3 separate regions of the Mus musculus genome follow, and regions 1 and 3 are each linked to region 2. Evidence: chromatin contacts called from public promoter capture Hi-C data. All regions are on one chromosome and are shown on one strand. Each heading gives the region's core, a stretch centred on a gene start, on an enhancer-like site or on the middle of the called end of the contact. The rest is flanking DNA. Distances are from core to core; before and after follow the strand shown. Region 1 holds the start of Fgfrl1 (fibroblast growth factor receptor-like 1). Region 2 holds the start of Rnf212 (ring finger protein 212). Region 3 holds the start of Idua (iduronidase, alpha-L).

Region 1 (2,700 bases), core at 65-2,564, 81 kb after region 2:
AGGTTTTCTGCTCCCACAAAGAGTCCACTCCCCAAGAATCTGGGGGAGGGGTGACAACCACCTGCTCTCCATCTAGATATGCACCTGAAAGTGTGTTTATGCAAGATTATGAGGCTGTCCTGGAAAGGACCTAGGCAAGGCCAACAGTCAAATGATTCTGGGGCCCTTTACATGAGGTGTCAGCCAAAGAGGGTGAGCTGGGGGTATCTGATTGTGACTAGGTAACCCCAAGAGTGAGGTAGAGGCATGTAAAACCGACAGTACTTCAGGTTAAGGATGGGGGTTGGGGGGAGGATCTGCTGCGATGGAGCAGACAGGGAGGGGAGGAGTGTGCCAGGCGGGCACTGTGTGGCAGAGTTCAGGGCTGGTGGGAAAGGGGCGGCGCTGCAGAGGCCAAAGCGCCAGACTGGGCGCCAGGACTCACCTCGCGCCGCCTCAGCCGACGGGAGGGCCCCCAATAGCAGCAGCAGCAGCGCGGGGCTCCGCGTCATCTCGCCGGTCGGACCTGAAGCAGGGGCGCGGTCACTGGGAGCTGGACTGGACGCCACTCAGGGCTCAGGCCCGCAAGACCCAGGTCGCGGCCGCAGAGCCAGGGTCCGGCCCCCCTCGGCGCCGAGCTCCAGGCAAAGGAAGCGAGGCGCGTAGACGCTGAGCGTATCAAAGGCAGACAAAGGGTTTACACTAATTACCAGCCGCCCCCGCCGCCCCCTTTCCAAACACCGTCTGGATTCCTGGCGCTTGTAACTCGGGCCCTGCCCGCGGGACACACAACACCGAGCGGCCCCGCAGATAATCGCCTGCGCCATTAGCGGACAAATTTGCGCTGGGGGGCCCACGTGGGGCTCAAGGGGGGGCGGGGCGCGGGGCAGGGCCGCGGGCCCCACAGGAGCAGCTACGGCGCGAGCCCGGCTCCCGCCCCGCACAGTGATCGCGGCCCTGCCCTTCGCGCCCCGCACTCTAACCCATTCCAGCCCTCCCTCCGGGGGTCGCGGACGTACAGCCCGGCTCACCTCGACAGGGATCAGCGCGGGGGCGCGCAGCAGGCAACGGGGTCAGAGCCGGGCCCCTGAGCAGCGCGACGCGGTCATCGCTGCCCCGGGCGCCGCATCCCGCCCCCCGCGCCCCCGGGCCCGGCCTGGGCGGGGCGGCGCTACCTGGGCGCTGGCGGCTGGGGCCGGGCTGGGGCGCGGGGCGCGCTGTCCGCGCGGATAAACGGCGAGGCTTGGCGAGGGCGGGGAAGAGGGGCGGCGGGGCGAGGGGCCCGGGGCGCCGCGCCGCGAGGCGTCCTTCCCTGCGGGGCTTTGTCAACTCTCCCGGAGCGAGCGCGGAGCAGCCCTGAGCTCCGCCCCGCACAACTTCCGGCCAATCTGCGAGCCCCAGTCCGCCCCGTTCCCCGCCCCTCCCCGAAACTTTGCTCCAATCCGCACACGTGCCCGCCAGGCTCGCTGCTTAACCCTCGCAGTGCTTCTGCCCTTCAGGCTGGCGGCTCCCCGGAGCGCGCCCAGTCGGCCCTGCCTCGCCGCGCCCCCGCCCCTGGGCTCTGGGAACGCGCGGTCCCGCTAGCCTGAAGACCAGCTGATGGCCGCGGAGCCCACTCGGTATCTGCACCAGCTAGGCCCCTGGCCCCCAGAGCTGGCCGTTACTGCACTGTCTCTACTCCCGGCTTTAAACAGGAGGAAGGGAGCTGAACGGAACCTTCGAGCTTTTGTGAGTAGAGAGGCCGCTGTGCTGCTCTGGTTTGAGGGCGGGGGGTGGGGGGGTGGGGGTGGGGGGGTAAGGTGCGGGGGGGGGGGGGGAGATGGCGCAGATCTCCAGTGCTGGAGTCCAACGAAGCCCTGACTTGAGCATCTAGTTGTACCTAGGACCTTAGGAAGGCTGAGAGGGTCCTACAGCCCACCTGGATACTTCTCTGCACCTCACCTGCTTTGTGATAGTAATCAACACACCCTTTTGTCTTTGCTACTTAGCAAGTGTCTTGCTGTACCCCTGCACCCATCAAACAGAAAGACTGGTGAGTTTCCCAAACCTCACTAGCTCCCTTCAGCAGCATCCTGATCCATCCCCCGCGATCTCTCCAGACAGCTTCCTGCCTACCCTCACTCACCAGAGCCAAAATTCATCAAAACATGAGTCTTGCCAGTTTTCTCAACATAAATCCCATAATTTTTGACGCCCCGGTAGTGCCTCCCAAGAGACCACTCCTAAGCTCCGCTTTCAAGGACCCTGATCCAAACAACTTTTCTTCTCTAAGCTAAGAAGCACCCCCTCTTTCCGGAAGCCTGTCAGAGAAAAATGAAACCGAGGAATAGCCTAGTGTTCCTAGCCCCAAATTCTGTTTCTGGGCTAGTGTGGGCAAATGGAGGTGAACCTTGTCTCCTCTGCATGAAGGTCCAAGTACCCATCTCAACTGCAACGCTGTGTCTCAGAAGCAGCCCATGGAACTTTCTCTGGGCTACCAGAGAATTTGGGCTAGTACTGGGGTCACAGAAAGCATTTAAAACAGACAGAGTGGGTCCTGACTAGTCTGAGTAGGTCCTGGCTCCACAGAAAGTTTTGTGAGGAGATGCCACCGAAGCATGTAGTGCAACAACATTGTGTTGCTGCCAACCAAGAGCAGTTGTGTGTGGAGGTGGCTCTGTAGTGTGGGGAGGTTAAAAGCAAATGAGCCCAATGGGCAGAAAAAGGTAGGCAATGGATTGA
Region 2 (2,700 bases), core at 19-2,518:
TGATCCATAGGTGGGGCGGAGGTAGGGGTGGGGGTTGGAAGGGTGGGGGAACTGGATCTGACATGGGCTTTTGAAAGTGGTAGAGGTGTCCACACACCTCCTAATTCTTATAATCCTTTCAAATAGTGCCACTCCCTCTTGACTAAGCATTTAAATATATGAGCCTATGGAGACTATTCTTACTCAAACCACTTCAGAGACCCTTTCTCATAAACATGACAGTACAACACAAAGAAACAAAACTAACTTTAATGTACACTCAATAAAAAGAAGATATTTTGTATCTTATTAGTCATACTAAGTTTGTAAACCTGGGTTCTATGCTATGCCCACAGCATAATTTGGACCTCTAATTTTTTAAGGGCCTGATGAAACGCACAACTGCAGTACTGCACAGATCAAATACATCCTTTCCTCAAATTATTTCATTAAGAAACATTCACCTGAATCTCTACTTTTTCCTAATTCCTTGAAAGACAGTAAACTTTTCTCCATACAAGTAAATAGCCCAGGAATTTTCTCACACAACCTCTACATATCCATGCACACTTACGAAGAAGGGAGAAAAGATATCCAAAATTATGTAAGAAACACAACTATTAAAGTAATTTTAATTTTGAAATAAAATTATCACCAAAAATTAGCCCCTTCCACTATCTGTTGTTTTAAATGGGGGGTGGGGGGAGAATGACCCTCCCTAAAGTAAACCCTTTCTTGTGAACATAGTAACAACCAGGAATCTCTGTCCTGCTCTGACACACTTCTGTCCCATGTCCAAATGCAATCCCTCCCAAGCATTCATTGTTCCCTGGGTACTTCTAGTTCCCCTAGCCCACCTCCATCCTCCTGGTGGTCCTTTCCTCCTACCCTGCTAGGAACCTATGGTTCTTCTTGATTTTTGTGGTTCCCCGGTTTTCTCTCCTCTCCATTATGGTGTGTACAAATGTCCCTGGGCCTGTCTCTACCGTGAGGCCTGATCCAACCAGACTCCCTCAATATCCACTACCCTAACCCAGCTTCACCCAGCTTCCTTAGCAACAAACTTCTTCGTGGTGGGCAACAAGCCACTGTCCTTGCCCCACATCGCCAAGCTTTCCTCCGCCACCAAGACGACGGCCTTTCTTTGCCTCCGTACTTTTGGCCCTGGCTTCCCCACAGGATTGGTTCTGTATCGGTTTGGGCGGGAAGGCGCGGCCTTGTACGCATGCGCTGGAATGAACGCAGGCGCAGAGCTGCCTTTCTAAGCTGAGCCGTGCGTTCCTACTTCAGTGGCCTCGCTGGCCTCGCGCGAGTCTCACGTGGGTCCTCGGTCATGGCCAGCTGGGTGTTCTGTAATCGCTGTTTCCAGTCGCCGCACAGGAAGTCGTCCTTCAGCCTGACCAGCTGCGGGCACGTGTACTGCCACTCCTGCCTCCTCAAAGGTCCGCGTATTCCGGGCGGGCGAAATGGGCCAAAAAGGCTCGCTGGCCGGGCTCACAGCGTGGCTTCACTCCCGTGGGTGGGACAGAGGCGAGGGACCTCAGTGGGTCTGTGCAACTCCATGACCACCAAACCCCTGCAGGGAGACGAAGCAGGAACTCCAGAAAGCCAGCTGCATATTTCGCATCTGGTGGGAAGCTAGTTTGCAGCAGTCAGTTAACCAGATGTGAATATTGTTGTTGAAGTAAAGCCTGGGGGGTGGGGGGAGAGAGCCGGGGGCCGCATGCGTACAAAGCAGTGGGAAGTGACCGACCTATTTAATTTGGCGAGTAAAGGGACAGGTACACCACCAGCCCTCGGAAAATTCTTGTAGACTGCGGTTTCATTTTGTTGTCCAGCCTTATCTTAATTCTCTAGGACTTTATGTATATTATTTAGTATGACCTTTGTACACGTAGGTGCCACATTTATATGGAACTCTACTGTGTGATCACACGCCAACTTATTCATTCATTAGTTGAGCTAACATAAGTGGTTTCCAGATTTGTAAGTAGCAAATGCTGCTACTATGAAAACTCTGGCTATGTATTTGTTGAGTGTAGGTACACGTGTGCAACCAGGGGTAGAATGTCTGGGTTTCTGGTGTATACTCTAAGAGGAAGTGGTTTGGGAAAGAAGAGGTAGGTGAAATGGGCTTAATTCAAGGAAGCAAGGAGCTGAACTCTTTTGCTGGTGGATGCTGGAACAGAGATCAGCCAGGGTAAACTGGTAAGCTCATTTTAGACCAGTAGTTTTAAATCTTCCTAATGCTACAGCCCTTTAATACAGTTCCTCATGTTGTAATCCCCAACCATAAAATTATTTTTGTTGCTATTTCAGGGTTAGAGTCCTGCAATGAACCATAATGTAAATATCTGTGTTTTCATATGGTCTTAGGTAACCCCAGAGGGGTCACTACCCACAGGTTGAGAATTGACACCTTAGACCCTGTTTTGTTTGAGCTCTCTAGAGAAGAAACAGGAGGTAGTCCTGAATGGGAAATCTGGAATTCAAAAGAGTCAGGAATATTAATGGTGAATCAGTAGCATGTAAGTAAATGCCAAATGATTAGGCAATTGGAAAATACTACCTCCTTGGGAAATGTATTTTATAGGTGGCAAGGAGACAGAAGAAAGATGTTGGATTAAGAAGGAAGTAAAGGTCTTGATGACCTAGATTTTCCCCTAAGGTCAAAGAATTGGTGTTTGAAAATATCTACTGGGTCAGTGGTAGAAGTCACCA
Region 3 (2,700 bases), core at 199-2,698, 110 kb after region 2:
CTTATTTGACAGTAAGTCTCAGAGACAAAAAACATTCTAGACCTAGTTTAGATTGTACTAGAAACTTCCAGGACTTGTTAAGAAGACTACTAAGGAAACTGAAGAGATGGCTCAGAGATTAAGAGCATTTGTTTTTTTGTAGAAGACCCTAGATCTATTTCTAGTACCTTCATGGCAGCTCAAAAACATCTGTAACTCCAGTTCCAGGAAATCCAGTTTTCTATTCTGACCTCCTCTGACACCAGGCACAGACAAAATGTAAGCAAATCAATCATACTGATAAAATAAAATAAATATATATTTTTTTAAAAGACAGAGCCTCTCTACATAGCCTCAGTTATCCTAGAACTCACTAGATAGACCAGGATGTCCTCATACACACAGAGCTCTCTCGTCGCTGTTTCCTTCCCTTGATGCACTCTGTGGCTACTGGGAATAGGCTAGAGGCCAGGAACTTTTTGGATCACCATTCCAGTAGTGTTTCCCCAACTCCAAAACAGAGTCGGCCTATAGAAGCAGGGCCCTTGAGGGCTGCTGACAATAGAGGCAGAATGACTCCTAGGTCCAAAGTCATAGGCATTGTCTGGACAACACAAAGCTATGGTTACTGTGGATGGCCTTCCCTTGCATGCAGGTACTCAAAGACCTGGGAACACAGTGGGAGAAAGTTTTGCCATGGTGTGTGTGAGGGTGTGTGTGTGTGTGTGTGTGCGCGCGCGCGCGCGCGCGTAGAATTAGGGGTTAAAGGAGCTTGTGGAAGTCCCACTGAATGTTTCCATATAGCTTCTCCTATGCTTATACGAGCAAAGGCCTCATATATCTAGTATCCTGTGTGGAGAATCTGGCGCTGGAGGTCAGAACAAATCCTCTTGGGCCACCATGCCCCTCTGTCTAGTCCAGAGGCCCCGCCTTTGGCAGGACGGCACCGCCCCTCAGGAGGCCCTCTCCAGTCTGGCCCCGCCCACGTGAGCCTGCGCGTTAGGTAGCGCAGTCGGAAGCCGGGAGCGGGCTCTGCCGAGGGCCCTCTCTACACCGCGGACCTGGCTTTATCGTGCGCTTGGAGCTGGGGCGCTCGGGTTGTGGATGGCGGCGGCAGCCGAGCCCGGTGCCCGGACCTGGCCGGGCAGTGGTTCCCCACGTCTTGGCAGCCCGGCCGGCAGTCCAGTGCTGGGCATCTCGGGCCGCACACGCCCGGGGTCAGGGCCGGAGCGGACTAGCAGAGCTATTGGCTCCGCAGCACCTGGCCACAGCTTTCGCAAGGTGACACTCACCAAGCCTACCTTCTGCCACCTCTGCTCGGACTTCATCTGGGGACTGGCTGGCTTCCTGTGCGATGGTGAGAGTCCACCCCGCGTCCTAAGGCCGCTCCCAGGAGCCGATGCCCTCCTTCCCGGGACACTGCCCTGACCTTTGAGACCTGTCCCTCTTGGCAGTGGGTGGGCACAGAGACAGACTCTGGTTTGAGTAGGACTTTCCTATGGAGGTGACACCCTGCTTTTAAGGTCAGGAAGGAGGGGTACCCTGGGTCTGGCCTCTCTTGACCTGAGATCTCAGGATTTCCTAGTGGGAGGTGGAGACCGAGTCGCCATAGTGCAGTGCTGTTGTTGTAATGCAAAGGCGCTGTAAGAGGCAAGGTGTGTGCTGAGGCAGTTGTTGGGCCTGGGCATAGAGATATGAAGGTAAGACTGAGACTTGGGGCAATGGGGCTCCCACTAGTGACCCGTGTCAGTGACTGGGGCAGCAGGAGTGGCTGGCTGTGGGTCCTGGGCATTCTTGTCCCGAGTGCATGCTGATGCACAGAGGGATTTAATGCTGCTCTGTTCAGGCTCAACTGCTTGGAGAGCTAGGCCCAGCCTTCTTTACAGTTGTGGCATGTCCCAGCACAGCTCCCACCCAGCTGCCAAGCCGGCTGGGCAGGACAGAGGATGGCACCTCTTTCTCAGCTCTCCAGGTAATTCCATGACTGCCCCTCTTTTTATTCTTACTCTTGTGAAGAGGCAGCTTCACAAGAAGCTGAGACCCAAATCTGTGGGGGACATCTGGGCCTTTGACAGTGTCACCTGACCAGGGTCCGAAGGTGGGAGCAATGAACCTGCCCTATTTGGGGAACACTAGTGTGCTCTGGGCAGGATCACTGAGGCCATAGCTCCTCACAGAGGCGTGTCTTCTGCTAGTGAGGATGGCAAGGTTGTCATGGGATCTCAGGGCTAGTAGTGACATAGGAGTGGTCACCTGTTTTTCTCTGTCCTATCTGCCCTCTTAAAATATCAGAGTCCCACTGAGATGGAGGCTGTGAGGTATACACTGACTTAGCTGCATATCTGAAGCTATGCCCCAGGCCGTACAAAGGTGGCCTAGGCAGGATGGTCCTCTGACTCACTTTATGGCTGAAAGTCATAGAAGGCATAGTTTGAAGTCTAAGTCTATTCTGGGAAGGTAAAGGTAGTGGAGGCAAACCCACAGATAGGAGGCTAGACCTAGGATCTCTGCAGAACTGAGAGATAATGAAAGTAGGATTTGAATCCAAGGAACCCCTCACAGATTTGACCCCTGAGCCTAGGTCTGTGGAATCAGGAAACCTAAGCAAACTCCTCATGTATAGCAGCCCAAGGTTCTGTTACCCAGAAGAGGGTGCAGAGCCCCTTCTAAGCAGCGTTGTTGTAGCTGTCCTCACAAGGGTATGGGCAGGAGCCTTCCACC

Evidence for each region. Promoter capture Hi-C pulls out the DNA fragments that hold promoters and counts their contacts. Capture Hi-C pulls out chosen DNA fragments and counts their contacts.
Region 1: a promoter capture Hi-C map of embryonic stem cells shows a contact between it and region 2, with 4 times the contacts expected there. The contact joins the promoter of Fgfrl1 here to the promoter of Rnf212 in region 2. A contact is called at or near these places in 9 of 39 promoter capture datasets (the 3T3-L1 cell line, 3T3-L1-derived adipocytes, embryonic stem cells and 4 more), 1 of 115 datasets of contacts at active chromatin or transcription factors (embryonic stem cells) and 3 of 9 other capture datasets (adipose tissue, liver and pancreatic islet).
Region 3: a contact with region 2 is called in a promoter capture Hi-C map of liver. The contact joins the promoter of Idua here to the promoter of Rnf212 in region 2. A contact is called at or near these places in 4 of 39 promoter capture datasets (the 3T3-L1 cell line, embryonic stem cells, hippocampal neurons and 1 more), 1 of 484 Hi-C or Micro-C datasets (3T3-L1-derived adipocytes) and 1 of 9 other capture datasets (liver).

What each region holds. Positions count from the first base shown.
Region 1 is chr5:108,692,843-108,695,542 of GRCm38.p6, reverse strand. It overlaps Fgfrl1 (fibroblast growth factor receptor-like 1), which reads right to left and starts at 1,314. Exons shown (of 7, transcript NM_054071.2): 1 at 1,011-1,314; 2 at 425-648. The coding sequence starts at 491. Gm42151 (predicted gene, 42151) reads left to right here and starts at 1,477. Exons shown (of 2, transcript NR_168910.1): 1 at 1,477-1,707.
Region 2 is chr5:108,773,595-108,776,294 of GRCm38.p6, reverse strand. Rnf212 (ring finger protein 212) reads left to right here and starts at 1,268. Exons shown (of 12, transcript NM_001362887.1): 1 at 1,268-1,421. The coding sequence starts at 1,313.
Region 3 is chr5:108,659,079-108,661,778 of GRCm38.p6, reverse strand. It overlaps Idua (iduronidase, alpha-L), which reads right to left and starts at 1,448. Exons shown (of 15, transcript NM_008325.4): 1 at 1,281-1,448. Dgkq (diacylglycerol kinase, theta) reads left to right here and starts at 949. Exons shown (of 23, transcript NM_199011.2): 1 at 949-1,336. The coding sequence starts at 1,084.